Linked DNA regions of Sus scrofa: region 2 is linked to region 1. Evidence: chromatin contacts called from public HiChIP or PLAC-seq data. All regions are on one chromosome and are shown on one strand. Each heading gives the region's core, a stretch centred on a gene start, on an enhancer-like site or on the middle of the called end of the contact. The rest is flanking DNA. Distances are from core to core; before and after follow the strand shown. Region 1 holds the start of NAPG (gamma-soluble NSF attachment protein). Region 2 has its middle 51 kb from the start of VAPA.

What was found. HiChIP or PLAC-seq counts read pairs in DNA pulled down with a chosen protein or histone mark.
Region 2: a contact with region 1 is called in an H3K27ac HiChIP or PLAC-seq map of alveolar macrophages, with 8 times the contacts expected there. The contact joins the enhancer-like site here to the promoter of NAPG in region 1. A contact is called at or near these places in 4 of 5 promoter capture datasets (fetal liver, fetal skeletal muscle and liver), 29 of 47 Hi-C or Micro-C datasets (adipocytes, adipose tissue, alveolar macrophages and 18 more) and 2 of 2 datasets of contacts at active chromatin or transcription factors (alveolar macrophages and skeletal muscle).

The regions. Positions count from the first base shown.
Region 1 is chr6:97,973,674-97,976,373 of Sscrofa11.1, reverse strand. NAPG (gamma-soluble NSF attachment protein) reads left to right here and starts at 1,400. Exons shown (of 12, transcript XM_021096051.1): 1 at 1,400-1,840. The coding sequence starts at 1,785. LOC106508392 (a long non-coding RNA gene) reads right to left here and starts at 1,607. Exons shown (of 3, transcript XR_002344996.1): 1 at 367-1,607.
Region 2 is chr6:98,202,265-98,204,964 of Sscrofa11.1, reverse strand. No RefSeq gene overlaps it. Among named protein-coding and RNA genes, the nearest start is that of VAPA, 51 kb to the left of the region's middle. Within about 2 kb of position 1,289, at least 4 of the 83 cell types and tissues checked have an H3K27ac peak or open chromatin away from gene starts, as enhancers often do. A contact at or near this core is called in alveolar macrophages, where this site is marked.

The DNA.
Region 1 (2,700 bases), core at 151-2,650:
AAAGTACGGCTCCTTGGCATACTGAAGGGGTTCAGCTGGGGGAACCTGAGAAAGAGCAGGTGCAGGCAGGTTTGATTCCTCCCTTCTCCCATGAGACCCTGTAAGGGAGGAAAAAGTTCTCCTCAACCCTCTTAGGCCCCTGGCTGGGTCTGAACATGAAAGTGACAGACAGATTAATAGGAGGAAAGACTACAGATTCACTGAACAGAAGTTTTAGGTGATGTGGGAGCCTTAATAAAGAAATTATGACTGAAGGACCAGTTAGACTGTGGATTTTCTGCTGGGTTCCATGTGCCAAGGTGCCGTATTTGGGGACAGCGTTTCCCGAACCCCATATACCCTATGTGAGAGATGAGCTACCTGTACCTGGAGGACAGGAACACTCTGAAGACAGAGGTGCTGAAGGTGGTGAGAACAAAGGCCTTGCTAGTTTCCACAGGTCACTGTGCTGGGCTCCTGCCCTTGTCCCATCGTGTTTTCCCAGGACTTTCCAGCCTTTAGCACAGCAAGCATAAAAACACAGGAGTAACCACTTTTGCGGGTCTTCATTTCCTTATAAAGGCTCTCGTGTCGCACAAAACCTCTGTTAAATAAATGTGTGCTTTTCCCCCTGTTCCTCCATCTTGCCCAGTCTAGTTTACAGAGTCACACCTAGAGGGCCCAAGATGGTCCAGGAAGAGATTTCGCCCTTGGATGACTGGTCCAGTGAAATGCAGTTCAGGAACTTAGCTGCACCAGGGCCTCCTTGACATGTATGAGCACAGATTCCAGGGACGGGTCACGTTAGCATGTTGCTGCTTTGTTTTTCTCCAACCACTTTCAATTGCTCAGAGCAGTTCCAGTCCGTAGAGAACAGGGGCTTTTCCATACAAGGAGAAAGGAAGAGGGCCAGGGAGGCTGATGCACACGCAGAAGAGTAGTTACAATGATGGAACATGGAGCTTATAATGGGTAAACAGGGAGGTGTGAACAGGAGCAGAGGCCAGGAAGAGGTGGGAGTTCTGCTGAAGGTGAAAAATTATCAGAGCTAGAAGACAGCAAGAAATAAAGTGTCTGCTTGAAAGTGATGCGTCGGGGGCACAGTCACTAGTAATTAGTTACCCATGACTGGTAAGGTCGAGGGTGTGATCCTGGGGATGAGAGTATGAGCTAGTTGGGTGGAGACCAAGGAGCTGCAATGCTATCGCAGAATCACCTTGCAGGTGTTGAAACCCCACGAAATGTGAGTCGGACACGGAGTTACTGTTATTTCTGCCAGACCCTTGCTGGCGAACCTCGCTCCCGAACGTCACGGAGTGCTCACTTCTGAGCATCTGTCAGGGGTTACCTGACGGTGACCGACAGGCGGTAGGGGCGCACATGTAGTAAAAAATAAACGAGTCTATGCGGTCACGGATCGCAGTGCCAATGCGCTTTCAAGGGAGCGGGAAGCGAGATCCACGAGGGCCGGACTCGGTCTCTCGTTCTCCCTGGCGACCTGCCGGCACTAGGACAGTGTCTGACGCATAGTAGGTGTTCGACAAACCGGTGCTTGACGAACGAATGAATGAGAGAACCTCCCTCACTACCCACCACTGCTGCGCATGGAGACAAGCTAGCGGCCAGCTCGGGCGCTCTGCGCCTGCGCGGCGTTTCCTGCGCGGCTCCCGGGCCGCTTCGCCGCACTTGGTTTGAGCCCTGCAGGCCCCGGTGGAGCGGCAGCGGCGCCGTCCCGGCCTCCTCCTCGGCGTTCCCACGCCCACTCGGCGGGCTCTCGGCCTCCACGTCAGGGCCGCACCGCGGAGATGGCGGCGCAGAAGATAAACGAGGGACTGGAGCACCTCGCCAAAGCAGAGAAATAGTGAGTGAGAGGCCCAGCGCGGCCCAGGCCGGACGCCGGGGCCGGGCCCCTCCGAGAGCTGTCCGAGTTAGCATCGCGCGGGGGGCGCAGGGGCGGGCGAGCGGGGCTTGGGGGGGTGGGCGCTGGCCCGGAAGCGCTACCGTCGACCCGGAAGTTGTCGCGGCTCGGGTGATGGGGGCAGTGGGGGCTCTTTGGTACCCCGGAGCCCGGCAGTCTGGGGGCTCCCCCCACCTAGGCCGGTAGCCCCTCTTTTTCCTCAGTTAAGGTGTCCCCTGGTCCCTTGGAAGCTGGCAGAGTCGTAAGCAGGTCGTCACTAACTGAAGTTTAGAATTAAAGATGATGTTCATTGGGCAATTTGTAAGCACACCTAAGCTTGACAGTCACTAAACTGTAAGCCTGAAATTATTCTGAAATTAAAGTATTGCAGAAAGGGCAGGTTAGATAAGGATTCAATCGGATTGTACTTTGGTGTGGCGTTTGAGATGCCAAGTAATCCTGGAATCCTGGAAAGCAGCTTCTGTCTTCCAGTCGTCCTCGTCTTTCAGGTGGTCCTTCCTGTCCCCTGGTGGCTCATTGGAGTCTTTCTTGCTGACTCCCTCTGTCTCCCTGAGTGTCTTTTCTGTAGTCTTTCTGGCCTTTCTCTGCAGTCTTCCTGGCTTTTCTCTGCAGTCTTCCTAGAGAAACTTATGGGGCCCTTGGTGTGGCATCTGCTGATGACTCCTCGGTCATTCTCTGGCCTCTCCTGTGCTGCAGTCTCACAGGTCCCACTGCTTACTTATGTGCTTCAGCCCTTCTCAAGCTTTAATACTTCTCAGGGCTTTTTACACCCTGGATTGCCGCCGCTATTCCAGAGTGTCTGG
Region 2 (2,700 bases), core at 40-2,539, 230 kb before region 1:
TTTTGGGTTCTCAGTGGGACTCCCTCAGATGACCAGTCCTTGCCAGGGTTCCTGCCCCTGTTTGCAGTCCCAGTAGAGCTGGGGGCAGGAGGAGGACGAGGCTGTGGCTTAGGCACCGGGTTTGGGGGCTGGCTTCCACGTCACTTGTACAAGCTCTCAACTTTGTTGTCTCTGCATCCCTCTGTCGTGGCAGCGGTCCCTAAGGCACTTCTTGAGTGTTCATAGGGAGCTGGGAACAGCAGCCACCACTCATGGCCAGTCCACATGGCACAGCCGCCACATCGACCTGCCCTTCTCGGTTATCTTGAAAAGTTAAGTCTCAGCAATGCATTCACACAGGCCAGGATCTAGTCTCCTTATTCAGCCACCTCCAGTCTACCAGATCTGTGGAGATCCCTAGTTTCTGCGGCATGGGTTGGAAAGTCAACAGGACGGTACATTCTCTGGTCACTTGGCAGTAGTGCCTCCAGGAGCAAAGGTGGAGGGAGTGTCCCTACCCTCACCATCCGGAGCAGTGGATGCCCAGGCCCACTCTGGGCCCGTGGACCTGGGGGCCTGTCCAGTGCCGTCCAAAGGGTGTCACTAGACATAACACGTTCAGTTATTTTGATAAACATTTGACCACTTGTGGAAAATATTTGGAGCTTTTTAGTGAAAGGAAGGTGCTAATTTCCAAACCAACACGTAGGCATTGTGGTAAAATCAGAAGTTCCTCTCTACATGTGTTTGCGAAGACATGACAATCTGGGACCCGCATGTTCCCTTCTCTCGATTTTTGGACGAGGCCTCCTTTCTGTGCCAAAGGACAGGCAGCCTCAGGTCAAGAGCAGGCTGGTTGCTCTCTTCTCTCGTTAGCTTAGATACTTAGATTTAAAACCCATCTCAAAAAAAAGGTAAATAAAAATAAAAGTTCTCTAGATCTCTACAATGCCATTCTTAATATGAGGAGGGGATTCGCTTCCATGGTTTTGTAGGAGGAAACTGATCCAGAAACACTCTCCTGAAGGGGTAGTTGGCCCACAGGCAGAGCCAGGCTCTTTTCACAGGTGACTGGCCTCCAGGGGGCAGTGGGGTCAGGCTGGGTTCCACGGGAGGGATGGAATAATGGCTTTTCTATGGATTTGGATGTTTGGTTTTAATTTGTCACCTCCAGCACCCTGTCCCTCAGACCCTTTCATTTTTTCTTGAAGTTAAATGATAACCACCTTTTCACTTCGGAAGTAGGGAACTGACAAGGCCGGCTGGCTCTCAGAATGAACTGTTGTAAAATTTGATGCTACCACCAGGTGGCAGCATGGTCTTAGGTCTTGAGGCTAGAACCTGAGCAATCCCAACTAGTTGGTTTATCATCTTGAGCAAATCAAACTACTATGTTTTTTATTCAGAGGGCAACTGCCAACTGAAGGAAGCATTTGTCTTGATTCTAAGGATAGGTGTGAAACGTCTCCCCTCTCCTTTAGAAGACAACAGATAGTTGATGTGATGTTTGTTTTTCAATGATAAAACAGGGATAATTATAGCAATGATGTGAGTAAACCCTTGTGATGTCTTTAATGAAAAGATACTATAGAATAATACCTTTAATTTCAATCATTTCAATGCTTTCGTTGTCAGCAGTAATTTTTTATAATGTCTTATAATTGCATCTGGTGCTATGTTTATCTGTATCCAATCCTTCACTCAAAAGTTAAACAACTTTTTTTTTTTGCTTTTTTAGGGCCACACCCATGGCATATGGATGTTCCCAGGCTAGAGGCCGAATCAGAGCTATAGCTGCTGGCCTACACCAAAGCCACAGCAACATGGGATCTCTGTCCTCAGAAGTGCAAGCCTGACACACCGAGCAGGTGGGCAGAGGTGGGAGCGCCTCCGGGTAATGAGATCTGGTCCTGAAGGATGGTTTCCCCACTGTGATGAGAGGGGCATTTCGCCCCAGACCAAGAATTCTTCCCGAGCAGCTCTGGAAGCCACCTGGAAGGGACCGCAGAGGGTGGGGGCCACTGGGAATGGCTGCTTCTCATTAGGCTGTGCAGAGAGCCCTGGGTGGAGTTCATTAGCCCCATTAGATGGTTTATCCTCAGAATGAGTGAATAGACTTCCCCGACCTATCTCAATGGAAAGGAATGATGCCTCTGGACACTTTCAATTAAAAAAATCTGATTTTGACTTTGGGGGACTAGTTTTAGGTTTACTCCTTTGCATAACATTTCTAATGATGTTCTTTGACTTCTAAGAAGACATTTTGTAATGACCATAAAGATTAAAACAATTTTTGTGTTTTCCAAACCATGTTCCACAAATTCAGCCTGGAAGCATCTGTGAAAAGCAAACAAACAAACTGCCACACAGACTTTTAGAGAAAAAAAATGTTATTTTTAAGATATTTACTGCTCCAAACAAATAAAAGCATTTTGGGAATCCCAGCAAGCCTTGTGGTGGGTTTTTACAAAGTGAGGATAGCCGATTTCCCATGAAATTGGCACGGCTGTGGCAGCAGCCCTGCCTTCCCCGTGTCACTCTCCCTCTGCACCCAGAGACCCTGCTGTTACTGGGGAGCGTTTATACCCCTAAAACATTTCTTTGGGGGGCAGAAGTAAGTAGGAGACTGCTGGAAACTTCCAGGACATTTTCCTTTCTTACTTTCACTTCCATTACCTTTTCCCTGGTGGTGGTTTCCAGACTGAAACCTAAATTTGGTTG